6 separate regions of the Mus musculus genome follow, and regions 1, 2, 3, 5 and 6 are each linked to region 4. A link is a contact called in public ChIA-PET, Hi-C, HiChIP or PLAC-seq and capture Hi-C data. All regions are on one chromosome and are shown on one strand. Each heading gives the region's core, a stretch centred on a gene start, on an enhancer-like site or on the middle of the called end of the contact. The rest is flanking DNA. Distances are from core to core; before and after follow the strand shown. Region 1 has its middle 21 kb from the start of Gm32515. Region 2 has its middle 39 kb from the start of 4930563J15Rik. Region 3 has its middle 33 kb from the start of 1110002J07Rik. Region 4 holds the start of Nrbf2 (nuclear receptor binding factor 2). Region 5 holds the start of 4930563J15Rik (RIKEN cDNA 4930563J15 gene). Region 6 has its middle 8.9 kb from the start of 1110002J07Rik.

Evidence for each region. Hi-C and Micro-C count contacts between places; a contact is called where the count stands out from the background. ChIA-PET counts read pairs in DNA pulled down with a chosen protein or histone mark. HiChIP or PLAC-seq counts read pairs in DNA pulled down with a chosen protein or histone mark. Capture Hi-C pulls out chosen DNA fragments and counts their contacts.
Region 1: an RNA polymerase II ChIA-PET map of memory CD8 T cells shows a contact between it and region 4, with 42 read pairs. The contact joins the enhancer-like site here to the promoter of Nrbf2 in region 4. A contact is called at or near these places in 1 of 39 promoter capture datasets (pre-B cells), 1 of 15 datasets of contacts at CTCF or cohesin (the NIH/3T3 cell line), 2 of 484 Hi-C or Micro-C datasets (both in CD4 T cells) and 4 of 115 datasets of contacts at active chromatin or transcription factors (double positive thymocytes, embryonic stem cells and memory CD8 T cells).
Region 2: an RNA polymerase II ChIA-PET map of memory CD8 T cells shows a contact between it and region 4, with 15 read pairs. The contact joins the enhancer-like site here to the promoter of Nrbf2 in region 4. A contact is called at or near these places in 1 of 15 datasets of contacts at CTCF or cohesin (the NIH/3T3 cell line) and 4 of 115 datasets of contacts at active chromatin or transcription factors (bone marrow-derived macrophages, embryonic stem cells, memory CD8 T cells and 1 more).
Region 3: a Hi-C map of B cells shows a contact between it and region 4, with 21 read pairs. The contact joins the enhancer-like site here to the promoter of Nrbf2 in region 4. A contact is called at or near these places in 2 of 484 Hi-C or Micro-C datasets (B cells and embryonic stem cells) and 3 of 115 datasets of contacts at active chromatin or transcription factors (bone marrow-derived macrophages, effector CD8 T cells and memory CD8 T cells).
Region 5: a capture Hi-C map of macrophages shows a contact between it and region 4, with 3 times the contacts expected there. The contact joins the promoter of 4930563J15Rik here to the promoter of Nrbf2 in region 4. A contact is called at or near these places in 1 of 39 promoter capture datasets (stem cell-derived epiblast-like cells), 1 of 484 Hi-C or Micro-C datasets (CD4 T cells), 3 of 115 datasets of contacts at active chromatin or transcription factors (bone marrow-derived macrophages, memory CD8 T cells and microglia) and 1 of 9 other capture datasets (macrophages).
Region 6: a contact with region 4 is called in an H3K4me3 HiChIP or PLAC-seq map of bone marrow-derived macrophages, with 7 times the contacts expected there. The contact joins the enhancer-like site here to the promoter of Nrbf2 in region 4. A contact is called at or near these places in 5 of 39 promoter capture datasets (the C10 cell line, cranial neural crest, neural stem cells and 2 more), 2 of 15 datasets of contacts at CTCF or cohesin (CD8 T cells and the NIH/3T3 cell line), 8 of 484 Hi-C or Micro-C datasets (CD4 T cells, CD8 T cells, cardiomyocytes and 2 more), 19 of 115 datasets of contacts at active chromatin or transcription factors (the NIH/3T3 cell line, astrocytes, bone marrow-derived macrophages and 16 more) and 2 of 9 other capture datasets (adipose tissue and liver).

What each region holds. Positions count from the first base shown.
Region 1 is chr10:67,642,250-67,645,859 of GRCm38.p6, reverse strand. No RefSeq gene overlaps it. Among named protein-coding and RNA genes, the nearest start is that of Gm32515, 21 kb to the left of the region's middle. Within about 2 kb of position 2,034, at least 88 of the 459 cell types and tissues checked have an H3K27ac peak or open chromatin away from gene starts, as enhancers often do. A contact at or near this core is called in double positive thymocytes and memory CD8 T cells, where this site is marked.
Region 2 is chr10:67,608,855-67,612,940 of GRCm38.p6, reverse strand. No RefSeq gene overlaps it. Among named protein-coding and RNA genes, the nearest start is that of 4930563J15Rik, 39 kb to the right of the region's middle. Within about 2 kb of position 2,075, at least 58 of the 459 cell types and tissues checked have an H3K27ac peak or open chromatin away from gene starts, as enhancers often do. A contact at or near this core is called in the NIH/3T3 cell line, bone marrow-derived macrophages, memory CD8 T cells and 1 more, where this site is marked.
Region 3 is chr10:66,951,449-66,955,467 of GRCm38.p6, reverse strand. No RefSeq gene overlaps it. Among named protein-coding and RNA genes, the nearest start is that of 1110002J07Rik, 33 kb to the right of the region's middle. Within about 2 kb of position 2,012, at least 73 of the 459 cell types and tissues checked have an H3K27ac peak or open chromatin away from gene starts, as enhancers often do. A contact at or near this core is called in B cells, bone marrow-derived macrophages, effector CD8 T cells and 1 more, where this site is marked.
Region 4 is chr10:67,283,898-67,287,638 of GRCm38.p6, reverse strand. Nrbf2 (nuclear receptor binding factor 2) reads left to right here and starts at 2,358. Exons shown (of 4, transcript NM_001036293.2): 1 at 2,358-2,542. The coding sequence starts at 2,513. It overlaps Gm46200 (a long non-coding RNA gene), which reads right to left and starts at 2,206. Exons shown (of 3, transcript XR_001779690.1): 1 at 2,119-2,206.
Region 5 is chr10:67,570,182-67,574,064 of GRCm38.p6, reverse strand. 4930563J15Rik (RIKEN cDNA 4930563J15 gene) reads left to right here and starts at 2,106. Exons shown (of 2, transcript NR_155444.1): 1 at 2,106-2,469. Gm32364 (a long non-coding RNA gene) reads right to left here. Exons shown (of 10, transcript XR_003948892.1): 1 at 3,742-3,883.
Region 6 is chr10:66,927,408-66,931,156 of GRCm38.p6, reverse strand. No RefSeq gene overlaps it. Among named protein-coding and RNA genes, the nearest start is that of 1110002J07Rik, 8.9 kb to the right of the region's middle. Within about 2 kb of position 2,401, at least 113 of the 459 cell types and tissues checked have an H3K27ac peak or open chromatin away from gene starts, as enhancers often do. A contact at or near this core is called in CD8 T cells, adipose tissue, bone marrow-derived macrophages and 4 more, where this site is marked.

The DNA.
Region 1 (3,610 bases), core at 785-3,284, 360 kb before region 4:
ATTTTTTTCCCGGAGACAAATTTGAGGCTCAGAAAAGCAGTTATGATGAGAAGAGATAGATTTTGTCTGATCACAGACCTTGAATGGGTGACTGTGCTGTGTTAGCTGAAGGGATAAGGAACATTCTAGAATACTGGTATATGTCCTAGATGACAACGGTCGGAGTTGCCACCCACTGAAACTATGTGTCTTACCTTGTTCCGTGCATTTCTGCTCTGTATGTATTCTCAGTTAATTAACAGAGGGAACATGACTCTGAGAGACAGGCGTTATCTACATTTCCTAGTTAGGCTTGCTTATTAGAACTTGGGGGAACTATATAATTCACTAAGTCCTCAGTGGGTAAACGGTAGTCAGAATGCAGTCTTCAGGACTTGGGTGTCCACACATAGTGAATTAATTTAGGTGTCCTTATACACAGCAACTCCAAATCCAAATATTTTTGTGCAGCAGGCTAGATGGGCCCAGTAGGAAAAGCTAGCCAAGCTGTATGGTACATGCCTCTAATCCCAGCATCTGGCAAGCAGAGGCCGACAGATCTCTGAGTTCGAAGCCAACCCAGTCTACAGAGCAAGTTCCAGGACAGCCAAGGCTACGTAGAGAAAGTCTGATTCTTAAAAGAAAAAAAGAAAAGAAAAGGAAAAGGCTATGCACTGACCACCGTGGGCTTCTCACCAGTGTGGGTCTGGATGAATCAGTTGAAAATGAGCTCCCATGGGACCTCTCAAAGGTACAGACTTGTCAAATGAAGCACTATGATAGGAAAAAAGTGAGGACAAGCCATGTCGTCCTCAGTTAACCAACAGGGGCACAGATTCCACTCTTGAGTCAGCCTGGGAGCCACCAGCACTTGCTGTCCTGTGAACACTGGCACACCAGTATGTGGTACCCTGGGCTTCCTGCATGCCAGTAGGGAGAGAAGGATAACCCACCTTTTTGCCCTTTCTCTATTTTTTGTTTGTTGGTTTGTTGTTTGTTTTGTTTTGTTGTTTTTTTTAATGTGGGCAGTAGCATTGTCTTAAGGCTCTAGCTATTCGACTGGGTGCCTCTATTGTTTGGAATGTGACCCACAGGGTTAGGGAAGGGCTTCTGCCATGTCCCAAGTTAAGGTGGCAGCCACAGAAATGCAGAAACAAAGCAAATAGTTCTGGGGTTCTCTGATGATGTCCTGACCCCAGCTATCTCTTTTCTCTCTGTGTAAAGAACCCTGGTTACTTGTAGCTACCACTCCTCTTCACAGTCAAACGCTTTGTTAAACTCAGAAATGATAACTCTTTTTCCTTAGCTGGTGGGAGAGGCTGATGCAGAGTCTCATGTTCTGACTTATCTGTGATGGTTGGTTAGTGGCCTGTGGGGGTGGGGAGGGAAAAAGCTTTGGAAAGGTTCCTGTGTAAACAAACAAAGTAACAAGATATACCCAAGAGAAAGCAAGTATCTTTTTCTTCTACTGCAAACAATCCAGGAAGGAAGTGACACCCTGAACTGTCACAGGCTTTTGCTTGCCAGACACTTCCCCCAAGGAGGAGGGGGAGGGGGAGGGGAGAGGGAGGGGAGGGGAGGGGAGGGGGAGGGGAGAGGGAGAGGAGGGGAGGGGGAGGGGGAGGGGAGGGAGAGGGGAGGGGAGGGGAGGGGGAGGGGAGGGAGAGGGGAGGGGAGGGGAGGGGCAGGGGAGGGGAGGGGAGGGGGGAGGGGAGGAAGAGGGGAGGGGGGAGGGGAGGAAGAGGGGAGGGGAAGAGGAGGACAGATACAATGATGGAAAAGATTCTGAAGTCATCAGCATGCTGGCAACCTGGAGCTGTCCCATTAGGGTATTTGTTCGACTGTGCAGGATAATGTATTCCTCTCATTTGTCAGCAAGAGTTTGGTAGAGAAAATACTAGCAGAGTGTCCTGTGGAGGAGGCTGCAACCAGTACTCCATCTGTCGAGTGTGTGGAGAGCCCTTAGCTGTGTCTTCTTCGCCCTTGCCCTGAGCAAGGAGCCTCGAAGTGAAAGCAGCAGTTTCTGGTGACCTAGTTCATGTCTCCGAGAAGTTGCAGAAGTGTCCTCCCAGCAAAACAAGGCAGCTGAACCACGGCAACCAACCGTACAAGCTAAGTTCAGAGATTTGAGCTAAAACTGCTGCCTCATCTGCAAATCATCAAACCCACAAGAAAGGATACAGTTTAGCATTGTTCTGTGAATTTCCTAGCCTTGTTCATTGATCGAATCACAACCAAATGCTCGGTAGCCTCTTGCACATCAGATGCTTTAAGGAGAGCAGCAGAGATACCCCCGTCCACTATGAAGGCCTCCTTACATGACACTTGTGCCTTATAGATGCTGGGGAAGGGGAGTGGTTTGTAATGGGGGTCCCAGCAGCTGTTTCTGAAATCTTAAAATTTTTCACTTAGAGATAATTAGAAGATTCTTAATTAGCAACTCTTCCATCCAGTGGTTTAGACAATGGGGGTTTCCATGTCCACTGCAACACCTTTCTCTTTATCTCACCTTAAGAAAACAATCGATTAAAAATGTTATTGATGAGGATCTTCCACTCACTGGCCTGCTAACCTCAAGACAAGGCGACATCAGCAAAGGTGACACTGCATGGAGTCTCATTTCTCTTAACACCAACTTCCTTTGGGACTAGAGCAATTCCTGGCCTTTGAGATTTGTTTCCTTCTATATGATCTATTTTTCTTAACTATGTGTATGTGGAGGTAGGGATATGCAGGTTCCCTGAGAAGATGCCAGGTGCCCTTGAATCAAGAGTTCCAGATGGTTGAGCCTCTCTGCATATCTGCTGGGCACGGAACTTGGGTCCTCTTAAAGAAAGAGAAGATCTCTCGTCTGCCTAGTCCTTTCTCCATCCCCTTCTCCTGAATCAAATAAAGTTGAGTTAGACCATCATTTCTCAACCTCAGCATTTCCAATATTTTGGACCAGAAAACTCTGTTTGCAGCATCCCTGGCCTCTAGCCAGTAACATTCCTTCATTTTGTTGTGACCAAACATGTTTCCATACTTTGCCAAAAAATCCTACCCAGGGGAGGGGGGGCGGGGGGTAAATCACTCCATCTGAGAACCATTGAATAGGTCAGGACTTATGAATGTCAAGACACATCCAGCAGTTACGTACATGAGAGATGTAAACCATTTAAGGAAGTAAGCAAATTTAAGAATTAAGTATCATCTCCCGTGAACTTTGGCCATACCTCATGTGATTACATATATGTTCATATGTATGCAGGCACTAGCAATGGGAAAACCTCAGCTGTTGGTTCTCAGATACTAGAAGACAGTCTCTCATTGGCCTCGAACTTGCCAAGTTAGATACTCTGGGTTGTCAGTGAACCCCAGGGATCTGCCTGCCACTGCCTCCTCGAGTGCTGGGATTCCAAGTGCATACAACTAGCTTCCCTATGTGGATCCTGGAAATGCAGTGCACTTTCCTAGCTGAGCCATCTCTCCAGCCCTCTCTCTATGCCTTACACTTGTTCAGGAGAAAGCAGTGATTCCATGGTTATGTAAAACCCCTTGGCTCACATAAAAATAAAATAAAATAAATAAAAAGCTGACAAATCACTTCTTGCTGCAGCCAGAGAAGTGAGCTCTGAACTTGTGTGGTCCA
Region 2 (4,086 bases), core at 826-3,325, 330 kb before region 4:
AAAATAACATTACCCATATAAGGTTGGCATGTTTTAAAATTCTTATCTAAACTAATCATATAACTCAAATGCTTCTGAAGTTTAAATATTGCTGTCCCACTAGTAAGTGAGGGATGCTACTAAGTTCTTAGCTGGCACTTTTCAGGATCCGTTATTAGTAAGCAAATCTCTATCTCATTCACTCTGCTGACACCATCATGCTGTACTCTGTAACTGATCCCTCCAACAATGGCCAGGAGACACTATGTGCCTGAAGTCAAGTATACGTGTGCAAAGGGGTGTTTGGGTTGCACACCAAGGGAGGAGGCGAGTCACCGAATCTTAGGAAACAGACATCAATCTGACAATTGCCTATATGCTGTAATTTACCAAGTCTCACATCTGCCAGCAATATATGGGAATACTGTTCTACTTTCCAAAACTTGGTATTATCAGATATATCGTCTTGCCAGCCCAAAAAGTGCAAAATCACATCATGCTATGATTTTAATTTTAATTTGTCTTGATATTGAGAGCAATTTGTGCTCCCTTTTCTGTGCTGCCCCGCCTGCCCCCCCTCTTGTGTCAAGAGAACCTCTTGTGTACTGTGTGGAAGTATCACCTGTCAATAAAAACCTGATGGCCAATGGGCTGAGGTGGGATTAGAAGGTGGGGCATCCAGCAGAGAGAGAGAGAGAGAGAGAGAGAGAGAGAGAGAGAGAGAGAGAAGAACCCTTGGAGATTCTGCCACCCAGACTCCGAGGAGTCAGACTCTGAAACTGAGGGGAGGTAACTAGCCTTGTAGTAGACATACAATAGAATAAAAGGGTTACATAAGTCAGGAGCTAGTCAGGCAACAAGCTCAAGTTTATGGCCTAGGCTTTTATTTATAAATAATTAAGTCTCAGAGTCCTTATTCAGGAACTAAGGCAAGAGTAGAAGAGACTGTACTTACACCCCTGTGTATTTGATTTGCTTGTTTTTCTTGGATTTTCTTCTCCTATTGATGTGTAAGATATAAAATGCTGTTTTGAGTTCTCTGCCAGTAACAAGCATTGTAAATATCTTTCTTTAGCCTGAAGCTTATGCTTTAACTCCATGGAATCTTTGCAGGAAGCAAATGCATTATTTCAGGTTGCATAAAAAGTCTATAAACTTCTTTGTGAGTCCAGCTCCTTTTGTTGAATGGTGTTCTCCATGTACTTATGCTGCCTTTCTCAGTTTAGGCCCCAATGCTATCCAGGGCTTGGTACACACTGTGAAACAACTCTTCTCTTCTCCCATAGCCCCAAACCCCAAAGCTTAAGAGAGTCCATCCTTTCTTCACAGAGTAAGACCAGCATCCCGTGTAGTCACGGGTATATTGCTGTAGCCTTTCTGTCTCTGTGTCTCTCTCAGCACCAATGACTTTCAGGAGAGTCCCCATCCATGTCTAGAAAGGCATCATTCTTTGGCTAACGCTGAAGCCTGCACTCTGAAACAGTGCCAGTGTGGTCCCCATAGCTTGCCTGGATTCCTTCCGGCCTGTCAGCCAGAAGATCCAGAAAACAGGGGCCTCCAGAACAGCAAGAGGGAGACAGAGGTGTGCAGAAAGACCCTCAAACAGGAAACAAAAAATGTTATTTCCAATTATTCCATTTTCTTTCTAGTCTTAGCTCTAAAAGTATGTAGATTTGTTCAAGACTCAACTGCTTCAATACAAAAATGTGTCTTCATAGGAATTCTCTACTAACCAGAAGAAGAGCCAGCCTTTATTGGCATATAACTACTTGTTAACCAATTGTGCCTTATTAGGCTGTATGTACTATGTCATTTCCTTAAAAATAGAGATGGGGGGTGGAAAATGAAGGTGAGGAAGTAAAGTGATTTGTCCGAGGTCACAGCTAAATACTGGCAAAAGCCGTTTCCTCATAACTAGTACCCATTACCTTCCATGCTATAGGATGTACCACTCCGGAGTAATGTCCACACTGATAGGAGAGACAGTGAATCTTGCTTTACCACTACATTTCAACACGGGCCAGCACATTGCCAGGCACACAATAGGCTCTCTGTCAATATCTGTAGACTAGGAGGATGAGGCGCATGCCAACTGTGGGCTCTGTGGTTTGTGAGTCATGAAAGGTCTGAGTGGTTTATTTAGCTGTTGAGCAGAGAAGCACCTTCACCTCGCTTCCTCTGAAAGCCACGCCAAGCCTCTCTGCCTCTTAGCTTCAGGTGATGGACTGGGTTTTGCACTGACTGCTGTATAGCCTCTCAAAATGTCCCTGTAGGATTGAGGTTGGTGAGGCAAGGCTCACCGGGCTTAGTGTCTGCAGCATGTCCAGCCCCTAGAGCCATCGACCTCTTACGTCCCAGATATTTCAGTATCTGGGCTTTTGCTTTTTCCGAGAGCCACCAGCAGCAGCCCTCCCTCCTCATGAGGCCGTGGTGCTAAATCTGAAAATTGTTTTGTTGCTCAGCTCCACAGAGATTACTGCTGCTATGGGGATTCCCAGACAGCCCAGAGCCCCTTGCTGATGAGTGGAGTTCCCCGTCATGAGAAGTGAATGGGTCATGGAACTCACTGGTCTCTGGTGGGCTGTCTGCATCATGACATCTTACCCAAAGAATTGTTGGGCTATTTGAGGGAATAAGAAGGAATGATATGCAAGGGAGGAGGTTATACTGTGTTGGGTGCTGGTTGAGGGAGGAATGTGTCTCTCCTTAGACCTCACAGTTTTAAATGGACTGATCAATAAAGGTCTCCTGGCAGGCTGACCTAATCTACAGCCTCTTGGGATAAAAGAGTTTATCCTCTCTGAATCAAGGTCAGCCTCAAAGCTACTCAGGCCCTACAATAGCTCTACTCCATCAAGAAGGTAAATAAATTGCCATCTAAGAAACAACCCCAATGTGCCTTACATTCAACTCATATTATCTGCCATGGTCTTGACTTTGGCCTTGGCAACCATTATTGCTATGGACACTGATCTGAATTCTAATATGGCCACAAATTCTTAGAAGGTCTGTAGAATCCCATGCTTCTAGAACACCCCTTACCACCAGTCTTTATTGGAGTCTTTACTGTGCATTTCCCATTATCTCTAGAAACATTACCTTGTTGAGTCTTCACATGACTTGGCCTACAACCCTGTGGTCTCTTTCCATAACCCATTCAGGAGTGCAACAAGAAATGCCTAACCATGACTAGGTTCCAGACACTGATCTAGGCATTAGGATTATGTGACCAATAAGTGAAGTCCTTACTGTCAAAGCATAGCATTCAGGAGGTGAGAAAGGGAATCCACACCTAGATAAGGAGCGATTAACATCACCCCTGGACATGGTAAACTGCCCTCTGAAGACAAGGCAAAGTGAGGTCAGAGCAAGCTTTACCTCCAACAAAGGAATCAAAGAGATAGGCAGCATTCAAGGGAGAGTTAACGAGCATTGGAGGACATGGTGTGATGACCTAAGGTGAGAACATTGTGGAAAACAGGCATGGTGAAGTGTGTGAGTGTCCATTTGTGCTGGAAGACAAATGGAGGGCTTAAGGCAGAGAGATGGTATACCCAACTTGTCTTCTTAACCTGCTGAGAAGAAAGATTCCAGGAGTCTGGAGTAAAAACCCAGCTCATGACAGAAGTCTATGAAAACCCGACATAGTTGGACCGACAGGAGAGGGCAATGTGAGCGGGGATCCTGTTCAGAGCATGTTGTTCTGGGAACTACTGCTAAATTATATAAGTATGTGATGGAAAATGGCAGATCAAGGGCAATCGACTGCTCAGGCATTTTCAGAGAAGATGGGAGTGGGCAAGCCACCGTCTGAAGACATGTTCTACAGAGAACAAGCCTCTGGTCCCATCAGTACTCAGTGGGGTTCCAGAGAATGTCAGCTGGCACCACACCCAAGTTAGAGACATGAACATAGGAAGGGATACAGGCCCGTGCGGTCACTCCTTGTAAACTGACCCACAACAGTAAACTTAAAGGACAGCATGTGCCAGACCCCCTGGATACCCATTACGTTTAATAATGGATTGAAATCAGAATGGGCTCTTTGGAAGACCTGGCAGAAATTGTCCATGTACATTCCTCTCCTCTCCTCCCAAATCCAAGTCA
Region 3 (4,019 bases), core at 763-3,262, 330 kb after region 4:
AAAACCAAGAAAGACAAGTCCTTCCTAGATGCTTGGGAAAGATGCATTACTGTCTTAACTTTCCTTGTTGCTGTAGCAAAATGCACAACAACAACAACAACAACAAAAATGGAGCCGGGCATGGTGGCGAACGCCTTTAATCCCAGCATTTGGGAGGCAGAGACAGGCGGATTTCTGAGTTCGAGGCCAGCCTGGTCTACAGAGTGAGTTCCAGGACAGCCAGGGCTATACAGAGAAACCCTGTCTCAAAACAAAAAACAAACAAGCAAACAAACAAAAAAATGGAATGCTAATAGTCTGGGGGGGGGGGTGGGCGTTGGAATTAAGGAGCGAAAGTTTGTACTGGCTTACAGTTTGAAGGTGCAGACCATCACAGCGGGTATGTGTGTGGGGGGTTATGGTAGCTTGATTGATAGAACTTGAGGCAGGTGGTCATGTGACATCTGCAGTCAGGAAAAGAGGTAAATGCTGATACTTGGGTCTCTTGGTCCTTTTATCTGGTCTGAGGCTCCAGCCAATGGAGTAGTACCATCCTTAACTTACCTAGAGTGGATTTGCCTATCTTAGTTAACCCAGTCTAGAAATTTCCTTAGAGGTTTGTCTTTTGGGTGACTGTAGATCTTGTGACATCGATTACCAATGTTAACTATCACTCTCCAGCTGGGTATATACCAAACATTGCGCAGAACCGGTGGCCTTGAGGATGAATCAGGAGAGGCCAGCAGGGACAGAATAAAGAAAATGCCCTGGCCCACAGCTGGAGAGGGTTGGTAAGATGTCAGCCAGATGTCCCTTCTTGTACTCTATACTGTTAGGAGGTGGCTTCATTACCCACCCAGAACACAGCCAGAGTCTGACTGCTCTCTTAAAATGAAAAGAAAAAGAAAAGAATCCCTGAACGGAGGCCACCAGATTGGATCAGTGTGACTCAAGAGATACATATGTCATGAACACTTTGAACTAAAAATGGCTGGCTGAGTACAGATTTGATTTCTACTTAGACCTCCTGAGTCAAGTGTGGACAAAGCTCTGATCTCTTCCCTTCCATTTGGGGGTCATCTGAGGACACTCATTTCTCACACAGGGACCTACTCATGACTGCCAACAAGACAGAGAAAAACAGAAGTACCCAGTGAGTATAAGCCTCATTCCTGACTGGTGGCCGACACCCAACCTAGCCTAGGGTTCCAATCCCAGTGACCCCAATGTTTCTCAGTAACACTTTTGCCCTGGCTGGCAGGCTGCCTCCCCAGAGGCTTCTGATAAAGACAAAGCCAGACAACGAGCCAGAGTCAGATTCAGAGAAGTTCCTCTTCCCTGGTTAACGTCATTTTTATTCAATTAAATCAATTGTTATAGTGCTCTTGCGTGTGCATGTGGGGCCTGGAGGTGGTGGTGAGAGACATTGGGGAAGGCACACATGCTAAGCTAAGCTGGTGCAAGTCAGAGACAAACTTCTAGAGTCAATTCCCTCCTATGGTTAGGTTAACCACAGGTTTTGGTAGCTGAACCCAGGTTGGCAGGGTTGGCAGCAAGTACCTACCTCTGATGAGCCTTCTTGCCAGTCCTACATTATTTTTGGGAAAACTGCCCGTGTTGCTATGGTTACTTTGACTCGATTATATTTTCAGCTACAAGGTATCCCATCTACTGTTTTCACTGTTGCTTTTTGATCTTTTTTTGCCCCCCCCCCCAGGTTGGGCCTTTAGGCTTCTTGATCCTTCTTTTTACTAACAAGCGCTTCTGTGAATATTTTTGTCCTGAGTTCCCTGTTAACATGGACTTTCATGGAGTTTCCCTTTGATGTTTATGCACAAAGAATTCCGCTGGGTGGTAACATTTAGACATGACAGTAAATATTTCAAATTTCCTTAAATAATTATCACTGCTGCTACCAGTGTGGAAAGTTCCCCCAGGCTGCAGATTCTTATCGATTACAGGTCCTGTCAGACTTGTTAACGTTGGCTAATCAAATGTGTGTAAAATCTGTCCTCCTGATTTTCAGTTTCGTTTGCCTGCGACCGCAGAGAGAGAAAACGCTGGCAATGCAGGTTTCCTGTTCTATGGCTTGTCTGCTCATAGTCTTGTCTGTTTTACCTCTAAAATGAAAGTATAACAGACAAGTTTTTTAAAAATAGCTTTTCTTCTTTTCTGACCTCAAATCTAAGCTAAGGTGAGTTGCTGCATATCTACATCTTTAACATTTGTTCCCCAATTCAAGTTACATAAATTTTAATAGCTAGACATGAAAGAAAATATAAAGCCTAAGGCATAAAAATAAGCATACATATCATAAATATATAATTTAATTGTCACCATCCCACCCAACTTAGCTTTTTAAAAATTAATTAATTAATCTATTTCTTTCTTTATTTACATCCCAAATGCTGCCCCTCTCCCTGTGTAGGCATGAATCTTAAGGAGATAGTTCAACAAATATTTATAAATGAATGTAATTATGTAGGCATGTGTCCTTTGATGTATTTTTAAAGGCAGTCCAATTAATAAGTGTTTCCTGGGGCTGGGTGCTTGCCTCGCCCCCACAAAGTCCTCTGTTTGATCCCTCAGGTACTCTTGTAATCCCAGCATTTGGGAGGTGGAGGCAGGAGGATAGGAAATTAGGATCACCCTTGACTATGTCACAAATCTGAGATTAGCTTGAGCTACAGCAGACCTTGCTCCAAATCAGTTGACAAATAAACCAAGCAAGCAAGCAATCGATAGAGCATTCCCTAATGTTTTTCGGCTGTGTTTTTGCTGAAGAACATGTCTGTATTCTAACAGCATAAACCCATTTTCTTACTTTCCTTCTAAACATTTAAAGTTTTAGCTCTTCTTAAAAAAGATTTATTTATTTGTTTTATGTATGTGAGTACACTGTAGCTGTCCTCAGACACACCAGAAAAGGGCATCAGATCCCATTACAGATGGCTGTGAGTCACCATGTGGTTGCTGGGAATTGAACTCAGAACCTCTGGAAGAGCGGTCAGTGCTCTTAACTGCTGAGCCATCTTTCCAGTCCTAAAGTTTCAGTTCTCTCTCTCTCTCTCTCTCTCTCTCTCTCTCTCTCTCTCTCTCTCTCTCTCTCTCTCTCTCTCTCTCTCTCTCTCTCTCTCCTTCGTTTTTAGAGACAGAGTCTTGTGTAGTCCTAATACCTCTTCCTCCGTGCTAGTATTATAAGCATCTATCCCCAAACCCTGAAAAGATTTAGCTGTTTACATATCACGACTGTGAGATTGTTTTGTGCAGGGAGGGGGGGTTGGGGTGGGGTGGGGTGGGGCAGAGAGTCCAAAGTAGCGTTCCACCTCGTTCCTTACAGATAACCATTCTTTAAAGCATCGTGGGAGCACACTGCTCACTACCTCTGACCTAACGCTCCACCTTCCTTTCTGAGTGGTCCTGGTGATTGACAGGCAAGGACTGTATCGCTGAGTTACATCTCTAACTCAGTCAATCACCTTCGTTCATCAAGACTGCGCACATGTGTGGGTCTTCTCTCTGGGCTCTAAAGGATACCCATGGATTTGTCTAGCTTAGCATGTGATGAAGAAAACGTATCTTTGTATCAGGTCCCTCCAGCCTCATGGCTGGGATACTTGGAACAAAAGACAAACGGACGTAAAACAAGCATACGCATTCACTTAATATGTTTGCCACACGCAGGGGCCTTTGGAGAAGACTGGAAGAAACAGCAACATTTCTCCATTAAAAAAAATTTTTTTTTTAGATTTATTTATTTATTGTGTGTGAGTGTTTTGTCTGCATGTACATGTGTGGACCATGTGAATGCCTGTGGAGATCAGAAGAGGGGATTGGATCCAGAGAGTTGCTATCCATGTGGTTGCTGGAAACCGGAAGTGGGCCTTCTGCAAAGAGCACCCAAGGCTGTTAACCACTAAGCCACCCCTCCAGCTGGAAGCCTCTGTATTTTAGTGCTCAGTAGATTCGACTTAGTCTTGCAGAAGTATGGCGAGACAGCGGGGGTACCATCCGATGCTACAGACTAAGGGAAATGTAGC
Region 4 (3,741 bases), core at 1,109-3,608:
AGCATCATGGTGGGTAAACATAACACTGTCCAGGAAGGAATGTTGCTGGAGAAAGAGCTGAGTGTTCTGCATCTTGACCTTATTAATTTAATAAGATTTAACAATTAAATTATTTAAATATTTTTAAAAGTCCTGCTTTTCAGTTTCATCATCTTGGGAGAGTCTCAAATACCATGCCACCAGTCTATGTCACTGTTTCAGTTTCTTCTCTGTTGTTATGATAACACCTTGACCAAAAGCAATATTGTAGTGGGGGGGGGTGGGTTGGGGGGAGGTTGGTTGGTTTACAATCCCAGGTGGCAGTCCATCACTGAGAGAAGATGAGTCAGGAACTCAAGGCAGGGACTTCTTCAAGGTAGGTCTGCTTGCTATTCTCAACAGCATTACCTCTGATGGAGGAACTTACTTCACAGCCAAAGAAGCAGAGCAGAAACCATGGAGGGCACTGTTCTCTAAGCTGAGTATAATAATCTCATGGAGATTATTATAATAATCTCATGGAGGGCACTGTTCCCAAGCTGAGTATAATAATCTCAGCTAACACTTCTATACAGCTCAGGACCACCTGCCTAGGGATTATCCCATCCACTGGACCTGTGCCCTTCTACATTAGCTAAGACTCAAAACAATCCCTGCAGACTATCCACCAGCCAATCACATCCGGGAAATACCTTAATTGGGGCTCTCCACTTAGGTGACTCAGGCAGTGTCAGTTAAAGCTAATCAGGACAGCCATAGAACAAACTACCAGATACAATGGCTTGAGACAACACACATACTAAATAACAAATGCCATAGATCAGGAGTCTGGGCCTGGCCCGAATGGCTCCTTGTTTGCATCTTCCAAGCTTCAATCAAGGTAAGTAATTGGGGTCTGGTTAGTACCTGAAACCTTAGGGCCCACTTCACAACCCATGTGGCTTTTGAAATCATTTTAGATATATATGCTATATATTATTCATATTAAGTTATATATGTCATCTCTTCCTCCCCGTTTACAGATGTTGTACATTGCCTCTGCTCTTTCCTCGGCTGGCTTTTTAAGGTTTCATATTAAAAAAAAAAAATCACATCCCAGGGGGCTGGAGAGATGGCTCAGAGGTTAAGAGCACTGACTGCTCTTCCAGAGGTCCTTAGTTCAATTCCCAGCAACCACATGGTGGCTCACAACCATCTCTAATGGGATCTGATGCCCTCTTCTGGTCTGTCTGAAGACAGTGACTGTGTACTAAAATAAATTAAATAAATAAATCTTAAAAAAAAATCACACCCCAGGTGGGTTTCCTTTAACACCCAACCTGCGTCTCCACGTCCTCCAATATTACAAATTCTTAAAGGTACATTCATGTGGTTCTTTGAAGTTTTTTTCATTACAGAATTTGGTACTGTAAAACCTCCAGGTAAGGGGCTGGTGAGATGGCTCAGTGTGTAAGAGCACCCGACTGCTCTTCCAAAGGTCCGAAGTTCAAATCCCAGCAACCACATGGTGGCTCACAACCATCCGTAATGAGATCTGACGCCCTCTTCTGGAGTGTCTAAAGACAGCTACAGTGTACTTATATATAATAAAAATAAATAAATCTTTAAAAAAAAAAAAAAAAAAAAAAAACCTCCAGGTAAGCCCGGTTTCCTTCACACAATATGTTAGTTGTTCTCTCAGCTCCTCTCCATCTCCCTTTCTCCATAAACCATATCTACTTGCCAGTGGGTGCGGAAACAGAAAGACCTTAGCACAGTGATTTAGTACATAGTTGTTGAAGAACGGTTATACTTGGTGGCTTATAATCCTTCTTGCTTTAGAATTAGTTTGTGACCCTGGGGTCACTTATCTCTGTCAAATCCTCTCGGTGGAGTGGAGGTATGGTGGCACCTGCTCATATGCTCGACACAAGACTGCCACATGTACAAGATCTGGGCCACAGACTCTCTGCCAAAAGGCAAAAAATATGGAAACCTCCTGTAAGGCGGATCTAGTGCAGGGTGTTAACTTGGCTCAAATTTGCTTTTTAAAAAAAAGTCAACGGAGATAGAACAGAAACGGAGAAGGAGGGGTGAGGTACAAGGAGAGGACCTGAGAAAGCCTACGGGAAGGAAGAAAGGTCAAGCGTGCAGAGTGACCTTATTAACCAACTAGCCAGACCCGGCTCATCACGTGACAGCCGCCGCCGAAGTCTAGCAGAGCTCCCTCTCGCGAGGAGAGGGGCGGTTTTTGTCACTTAGCTGCTGCCCCGCCCCTAGCCCCGCCCACCCCATGCTCTCACCCCAGCCGCGCCCCCTGCCTCGCGCCGGCGCGTGGCGACGTCACGCCGCCGCGCGCAGCGACGCCGGGACGGCCCCCCGCGACGCGACGTCGGAGGCGGAAGTGGCGCGGCTGTCGCTCTTGGGCTCTCACTGCCGGCTCCGGGTTCTGCGAGGAGCCTCCTGCCAGCCGCCGCGTCTCCCTGCCCTCGCTGCCCCTCCATGTGCCCGGGCGCCGCCGCTCCGCCTCGGGCCGCTGCTCACCCCGGGGTTTATGGAAGTGATGGAAGGACCCCTCAACCTTGTGAGTGGTCGCGGGCTGAGTCGGGGACCGGTAGGCTGCGGGGAAACGCGGGCTGAGGGGGTCAAGCGGCACTGAAGGGGGAGCCGCGAGCTCATGGAGGGGACCCTGATCCCCGGGGCTCAGGCCTCTCCCTCGGGGCCCGTGGCATCTGCCCTGCTGGGACCGCGTCCCAGCGCCACGTAGCCGCCGCCTGCAGGCCGCGGGCAGAGTCGGGGTGTCGGGGCCGCGCCTCGCACACCGCACCCCCTCTTCCCTGCTGCCCTCGCAGCTGGGCTAGCGAAGGCCCCTCTGAAACAGCTGGATCGGAACCCCAGTCCACGCCCCGCAGCCCGGTGCCTTTGCTTTAAGGCTCACGAAAGTACCAGACGTGTTTGCCTTTCTCAGAAACACATACAGAGAGACACACAGGGGGCCGGGTCATTATTGTTTGGGGCAAAAAGGAACACACACACACACACCGCCCCAAACAACCCCACAAAACCCCAAACCTCCCACAGTTCTGTTCTAAGTGTGATCACAGGACATCTTCGGGTTTCCTGGGAAAAGGTTCATGAAATTCAGATGCAGACGTCTGGTTCCTTAGTGTTGCGGAGTAAAACTTTGCAAGTCCCAAGTCTGTAGGTGGTTTGCGATGATGCGGAGGGATTGAGAGCAGGACCGGGAAAGATTGATTGCTTCCTTTGGAACTCTGCCCTCCCTCCCGGCTTGGAAGAGCCTGGTCCGTGCTGTGCAGAGAAGCCAGAGTCTGTGGTTTCAGACTATGGATTTCTGGAGCCAAACTCCTGGATTTGAACTCGGGCTTAGTCACCTAATAGCCTCAAGAGACCTTGAACAAAAATTTTCACTTCATTGTTTTTTTTTGTTTTTGTTTTAACCCTCGTTCGTTGTGAGGATTAAAGGACTGAATAGATAAGAGACACGTAGAACTGTACGTTATGGATGGAACATTGGAAGAGTTAGTTGCTCCAGTGAGACCGTAGCCCCTGTCACTTAATGAGATTTGGGAGTGTTGAGCGTCAACGCTGGAGAGTGAACACCTAAAGCTATGGTTCCATCCCTGGCGCCAGGTTTGCAGCTCCGAGAAATCTACCCAAGAGTTACTAATTTAGACCCTGCGTCCGTTTCTAAGTGGATTACACTTCAGGCTAATGAGGCTACACTGGTGAGTTTTGGGGAGCTAGGGAAATAACCTCGCGCCT
Region 5 (3,883 bases), core at 857-3,356, 290 kb before region 4:
ATGATGGACACTATTTCAATGTAATCAAATAAATCAAATTTAAATAGCAGGGCCTTTTGGAAAACAGAGACTCATCTCTCAATGCAATGAACAAATATTTGCATTACCTATTTATATTAAAATATGCAGCTATTTCCCAAGCATTCTGCCAACTTATAAATTTTTATAACTTCTTTGAATTGTTAACATTTTTTTAACACACTGCAGGATTTCAGCTTTGTGAAGGGCTCAATAACAATCTTTCTGGTCAGGAAAAAGGAAAGGACATTAGAATAAAGAATGCAGAATAAATAAAAACATAACAGTACAACCCGTACATCCACTCACACAAAGACAACGTTCATGGGCTGCGAGATGGGTTTGTCACAACACAATGTCCTTCATGTTGGATTCAGAACTGAAAGGAATTTCTCTAAGTTATTGAAGACTTTATGGCTAGGTTTCAGAAAGGGGAGGGGGAATCCACATCTATCCCAGTGTGACTTCTGTGCAATGCAAGTCCGGCACATTTTAAGGCCTGCTGGATAATGCTGCTATTCTTTCGAGAACTGTTAACAGCTGTAGCAACTGTTATGACCAGCTTCAAAACATGTCTGTAGTCGGTGCTCTCCAGACACTTAGCAATCCCAAAGCTATTCCTGGATCTGCTCGCACCACAGCGTGAACACAAAGTTTTGATTTATGCTGGAAACGAAACAACAAACTCCTGATCCTTCCTCTAAGTGGTCATTCAGATGACACGGACGGCATGTGCCTAGGGGAGGGGGTATACAGAATTCACAGAAACAAAAAGGAAGCAGGGAAATAAATGGAGGGCCACCCACAGTTACCTTAAGGAGAACCCACAGTTGCTAGCACAAAGCTCTGTGTTGGAATGACATCTTGGGGCCCACAAAAGGCTCTTATGCTCGGAGAGGGGCAGACTTTGGGAAGGGAGGTAGTCCAACCCCGGAGAGGTGCCTGTGGTGACATTAATCCAGCAAGATGCTACACAGGCAATAAGGCTACAGGTGGGGCATATGGTGGTGGTGGGCAATGCTCCAAGCTCCATCCCATTCCCACCTCCCCAACACAAGACAGGTACACCAAAAGTTCCAACTTCACTAAATCATGACAAACTAACCTAGAACTGACTGACATCCGTGAGAGGGAGTCTCAAGCCAACCATCACGGGTCCCATGCATCTAAGCAGTGTGGAGATGGAAATACCAGTGGGGCAAACAAGATCTGGATAAGCTCCCACCCCAAGAGTTAGTAATTCACGTGAACAGATCGCCCGTAGGACACTCAGGTCTCCTGTTCTCAAGTTAAAAAACCAAGAAGGTGGTGAATGTGTGTCTCTAGAAGATGAACCATACACTTGCCTCTCTGTGTGCTGCTGTGGAGAAAGGAAAGATGCCTCGGAAAGACTCATTTTGTCCCAGCCATTGAGAATCATCTTTCTGCACAGTATATAAGCATAGATGCAGGAAGAGGAAGGGCTCCAGCCTCTGACCTGAAGCTTTTGCATCTAGCTAGAATAGAAAATGCAAGAAGTTAGAAAATCAAGTGGAAGGTCCTCTGATGAACTGGCTCAGCAGGGAAGGGTGCTTGCCACCAAGCCTGATGACTTGAGTTGGAGCCTCAGGTCCCCCTGTGACAGAAGGGAACTGACTCCCAACCCCCTGACCTCCACAGATATGGCATGACATATACTCATGCATACACACACACACACACACACACACACACACACAGACACACACACAATAGCAACAATAAAGTAATAATAAATACTTAGATTAAACAATAAAGAAAATCAGGTGGATTCTAAAGGCCTAAGAGTGAGTAAGGATGGGGTCATCCGACTTGGTCCTGAGGCCCAGAAGCTATGGTCTAGCCACTCAGTCTCCATAGCTAAAGCATTACTGAGGAGGGAGGTGAAGAAAAGCTGTGGTACCCGTACAAGCTACTGTTCAGCGGGTCGCTGCCATTGTACCATCAATGCACTGAGATGCAAGAAATGGGAGAGCCAGCTTCAGTCACTTAAACAATGAGGCCATTCAGTGACCTCACACAGCCAGAATTCTGGACGTAGGTAGTGCTGGCCTTGGTCTCATGACTCAGAATCTTTATTCCTCCCAGTCTCCAGTATGAATACTTCCCCAGGCTTGGTACCTTAGGCTATCAAGAGAGGTATACTATAGCACCTGATATCATCTTGCAGTAGGAAGGGGGAAGTCCCGGAGAGACTTCTATCTTCTAACACTTTATCAGTTTGTCGTGAAGATAAGAATTTCCAGAAAACCCACATTCAGAGGACTTCTACCAATTGGCCAGAATGCCATGAGGGCACCACTATCAACAAGAAAGGTGTCGATCGGGCTCGGCTGATAGGCTGAAAGGAGATGATTACCTCAGCACTGAGCTGCCCCAAGCTTATCAGCAAGGGAGAGCAAAGGGTGGACAGACTGACGGACAGGCGGACGTGTAAGCTCAGAGGCAGTACTTCGTACTCAGTTGCCGTGTTCTCTGTCGATTGAAAGCTTAGGGTGTTTTGGTGTCTGTGGTCCCTGCTGCCACCCGCTGCTACAGGAAAGGAAACCTGTTCTGCAGTGATGCTGATGGCTGCGGACTCGTGACTGAGAATGAGGGACATTGAAGGCTTCTGTGATAACCTCCTCGCCTCACCCTAGCCCCGCCCCCCCCCAAAAAAAAGAAAAAGAAAAAAAAAAAGAAACGGTACAGACAGAAAGCTATTGAGCAGTCCTTACAAACTGGAATAACGATGCTAAGAGAATAGCTCTTCAGAGCTGATGGTTCTGGGCGGGGCGTGTTTACAGACCACGTGACCCAGTTTCTTTAAAGTGCTGGCTATTGGAGTTTGATCATGCGCCAGTGAGTATACAGGCAACACAAACTGGACTCCATGGGGGTTTTCTGTGGGGTGCCCAAATAATTGATAAAAACACTGTCTTGTGAGGAGAAGTTTTCTTTTCAAGCAGGGCATGGTCGTGCACAATTTTAATCTTAGCACTCAGGAGGCAGAGGCAGGCAGATCCCTGAGTTCCAGGCCAAGCTAGTCTGCAGTTTCAGGACAGACAGGCTAAACAGAAAAAAACCCATCTCAACGGGATTTTTTTTCTTTTAGTATTACAAATAACCCATAACTTCTGTACTGCAGGTAGGGTACAAAACAAAGAATCTTTTCTTCTGCAGTGTCTCAAAAGGCATGGGCTAGGCAGATGGCTCAGTCAGTAGGCACCTACCTCATGGTCATGAGGACCTGAGTTCAATAGCCCATGTCAAAACAGCCCAAATTCCTAGAGTGTACATGAAACCCAGAGTCAGGAAGGCAGAGATTGGCAGATCCCTGGAGTTCAATGATTAACTGTACCTGGCCTTCTTGGGCAGGTTTCAGGCCAACGAGAGATTTTTGTCTTAGAAACAAGGCAGATGGTGTCAGAGTAGTGACAACATATGTTGTCCTCTGGCCTCCACGCACGAACATGAACATGCATGAGCATGAACACATACCTCAAGCAGAAAACATTTGTAGCACTTATTAGTGATCAGAATAGGATGCCCGTGCACGGCCATTCACTGCAATTGTTGCTTAGCTGAACGTTGGCCTTGTTTACGATGTCCTCTGAGTTCAGCGAGATGCCCCTTTAAACCTCTAGGAGTTAAGCCTTAACATAACACTACATCACAGCAACTCTATTGCCCAAATCAGCCACTGGTTTAAGGAGCGTTTCCTACCATCGTCTGGCTAGCCATGCTTCAGGGAGTCTTCTGAGAACTTTCTAGGAAAGAAACCATTCCTCCTTGACTACGAAGAGAACTCTTTCTTCATCTCAAGGATGACGAGTGGGAACATCATGATGCCTGAAACATCAGCCGT
Region 6 (3,749 bases), core at 1,152-3,651, 360 kb after region 4:
CATCATAAAGAATGTGGAGAGGGACGGATTATGCAGCCACAAGGCTCAGGATACTACATCATCTTGTACAACGAGCCCTCTTGACCCCGTTAGTGGCAAAACCTGACAAAATCCGAGGGCAGGTTGGCAGAGAGCAAAGGCAGGGATCACTGGGGTAGGCTCATTTGAGATATATCACTGTGGCTCGGCACCTACTTAAGCTTGCCTCCCTTTGGAACGTTCTAGTTTCCTTCCCCTTCCTTCCTCCCCACTTCCGCTTACTCCCCTGCTTCAACTTTCCCTGCTGTCATTAGTCAGAACGCTGTGGCTTTACTGGGGAAAGCCTCAACTCTTCTTCAGCTGGCTCCCAGCCTCGGTGGTGGCTTAAACTCCTCAAGGCAAGGATTAGTTCAGCACAAGAGTCTTTCTTTCAAGCCTCCAAGGTCCACAGAGGAAGCGATCCCTGCCTGAGCGCAATGCTGAGAACTCAGAGCCGCTGTTAAGCTTCGTCACGTGTGATCAAGGGTTTGAATTATTGGCTTAGTGACTTTGCAGTTAAAGATTTCTTGAGGTTAATGACTGTGCCCTGCGGTACTGAGAACACAGTGTTCCTGTGTATTAGGTATTGTGGGTTAGGACTGAGATTGTCTATGAATTGATAAAGATAAAGTTCTACTTCCTCTTGGCTGGGGATAAGTTAATATAAAGTCCCTCGGCTTCATTTTTGTGAAGTTTCATCGTGATTTGTTTTGTTTTCGTGTTTTCGTTTTTGTTTTTCCGACACAGGGTTTCTGTGTAACCCTGGCTGGCCTGGAACTTGCTCTTTAGACCAGGCTGGTCTTGAACTCAGAGATCCTCCTGCCTCTGCCCCGCAAGTGCTGGGATTACAGATGTTCACAATCACTCCTTATTTTTATGTTTTTTTAAAAGGAATTTTGGTGGCTTGTTCATTTGCATCATAGACTCTGTGAGGACAGAAACAACATTTCCCATTTTGACGTAAGCATCCAGCATGTCATCTGGCATACATCCAATGATCAGCACATGTTTGGTGGCCAGAACTCTCATGGAGACACTGGGAACGAGCTATATACAATGTTACTAAGCGCCGGGGTGGCTCACGCCTTTAATCCCAGCACTTGGGAGGCAGAGGCAGGCAGATTTCTGAGTTTGAGGCCAGCCTGGTCTACAAAGTGAGTTCCAAGACAGCCAGGGCTATACAGACAAACCCTGTCTCAAAAAACAAAGCAAAAAACCAAAAAACAATGTTACTAAGCTTTAAAAACTAGTTTGGGTGGCCTACAGAGAAGGATGGCTCAGTGGTTAAGAGTGCTTGAACCCAAGTCGGGTTCCCAGCCTCCCTATCAGAGGGTTTACAACTGCCTGTGTCTCCAGCTCCATAGGATCTGATACCCTCTTCTCACCTTTGAGGGGATCTGCACACACGGCATATACAGACATACTTAAATAAAAAGTTGTTTTTTTTTAAATTAAATTGGTTTAAAAAAATTAAATTGGTTTTGATATTTTGCTTTGCTTTCTTTCTTTCTCTCTTTCTTCTTTTCTTTCTTTCTTTCTTTCTTTCTTTCTTTCTTTCTTTCTTTCTTTCTTTCTTTCTTTCTCTCTCTCTCTCTCTTTCTTTCTTTCCTTCTTCTTTTCTCTCTTTCTTTTTCTGAAGTCTTGTGTAGCTCAAGTTGGACTCCTTATGTGTAAACAGCTGACACTGAACTCCTGATGTCCCAATTTCTATGCTCCCAGATGCTGAGACCACAGCTGTGCACCACCATACCTGCAGGCTTTTGTCTGTATTTACAGAAAAAGCATTTCTGCTTCTAAGTGCTGTGTTTAGATAGCACAAAACAAACAAACAAACAAACAACACCCCCCCCCAATTAAAAAAACCCTAACCCTAACTAAAAAACTAAAAACCCTCTAGGAATCTAGCTCTCAGAGATTGCGAATCCAGGTGCTTATCAGGATCAAGTAAGTAAGATGAAATTAACCTAAGTCAAACGGTGATAGACAGTGGAGACCTGAAAAAAAATACTGGAGAGAAATTTCAGTGTTCTCTCCAAAAGGGACAGCTGATGTTCTGAAGTTGTGTCTTAACTGATTTTTATTACATGAGAGGGTGGCCCAGTCATGTCAGACGCTATGGGTGTTTGTGTGCCTGTCTTCCATATTTGTAACTTGGGTTGCCAGATGAGAGACTCTGGCCAACTGTCAACACATTAAAAGAATCCACTTCAGACTTCAGTCTAGGCACTGAGGACTCTTACCAGCTCTGTTCAAAGCTCTTTCACAGCTTGGGGTCTCTGACTTAGTCTGACTTCCTTCCAATTTGCCTTTTACCAGGCAGCTTCTCTGCTGTACTGTTTACTCAGAGAGGTAACCACAGGGCAAACAGGAGAGCTGCTATCAGGCCCTGCACTTTGACTTTTTGTTGACCAAAGTCCTTATGGCCTTTCAGATTTGTGTCAACAGTGTCCAGTATAACATGACTGATGATAGATAGATAGATAATCAACCAAGTATCCCCCCATCCCTATAGAGCACAGAGGCCTCAAAGATAATAGCCACTTGAGTGTTTAGACACGATGTGCCTAGAAAGCGTACCACACTGGTATCAAGGCTGAGCCTACATTCTGCAGGCAAAAGAACCAGTCAGTTCCAGACATCGAAACCCTTGTGTGCTTGGCAGGGTGTAATAGCTCCAGTGCAGCCACTTGAGTTTTAGGAGACCTACTTCAATTTGCAGTTGATTTGATCTCAAGGGGAGGTAATGGAAGTAGTAAATGACTCATTTTCCAGAGAGATGGAGCTAGGATCGGCTCTTGGCTCCGAAGGACGTGAGTCAGGTTAGTCCTGACTAAGTCTCCAGTGTGATACACAGTGACTCACTTCCCCATGTGATGTCATGTTTGTTCCTTGTAAGACTTGACCCCCCCCTCATTGTTTTGGGGGTGTTAAGAGTTCTTTTTTAAAAGAAGGAAAATATTGTAGATGAACTATTCTGAGTAAAATCAGACTAATAAAGAAAGCCTTGTTATTTTTTTTTTGTCATAATGAACTTCAAGGACTAAATACATTCTGAATGGATCGTTATTCTTGTTTATTAGGTTTATTAATTTACAAATAGCCTAGTTATTAACTCACATTTGATTGAAAACATGTTATATGTAAAAGAAAAAATGATTCTACAGATATTCAGTCTTTGAGGAGGAATATTATTTTTTGAGATTCCCCCCCCCCTTGGGTACCAACCAACCCACCCTGCCATATCAAGTCACTGCAGGACTAGGTACATCCTCTACCACCGAAGCCAGACAAGACAGCCTGATTAGGAGAACAGGATCCACAAGCAAGCAGTGGAGTTAGAAACAGCTCCTTGCTCCCCACCCCTGCTCCCTCCTCCAGTTGTTGGGGGACCCTCATGAAGCCCAAACTGCACATCTGCTATAAATGTTGGGGAGAAGGCTAGGTCCAGCCCATGTATGTTCTTTGGTTGGTCGTTCAGTCTCTGGGAACCCCCAAGGTTCCAGAGTAGTTGACTCTGTTGGTCTTCTTATGGAGTCCTGAACCCTTCCTGGTCGCTCAATCCTTCCCCTAACTCTTCCACAAGGCTCCCTGAGCTCTGTCTAATGTTTGGTTGTGGGTCTCTGGGTCTCTGCATCTATTTCAGTCAGCTGCTGACTCTGGAGCCTCTCAGAAGACAGCCATGCTTGACTCCTGTCTGCAAGCCTGGCAGAGTATCATAATAGTGTCAGGGA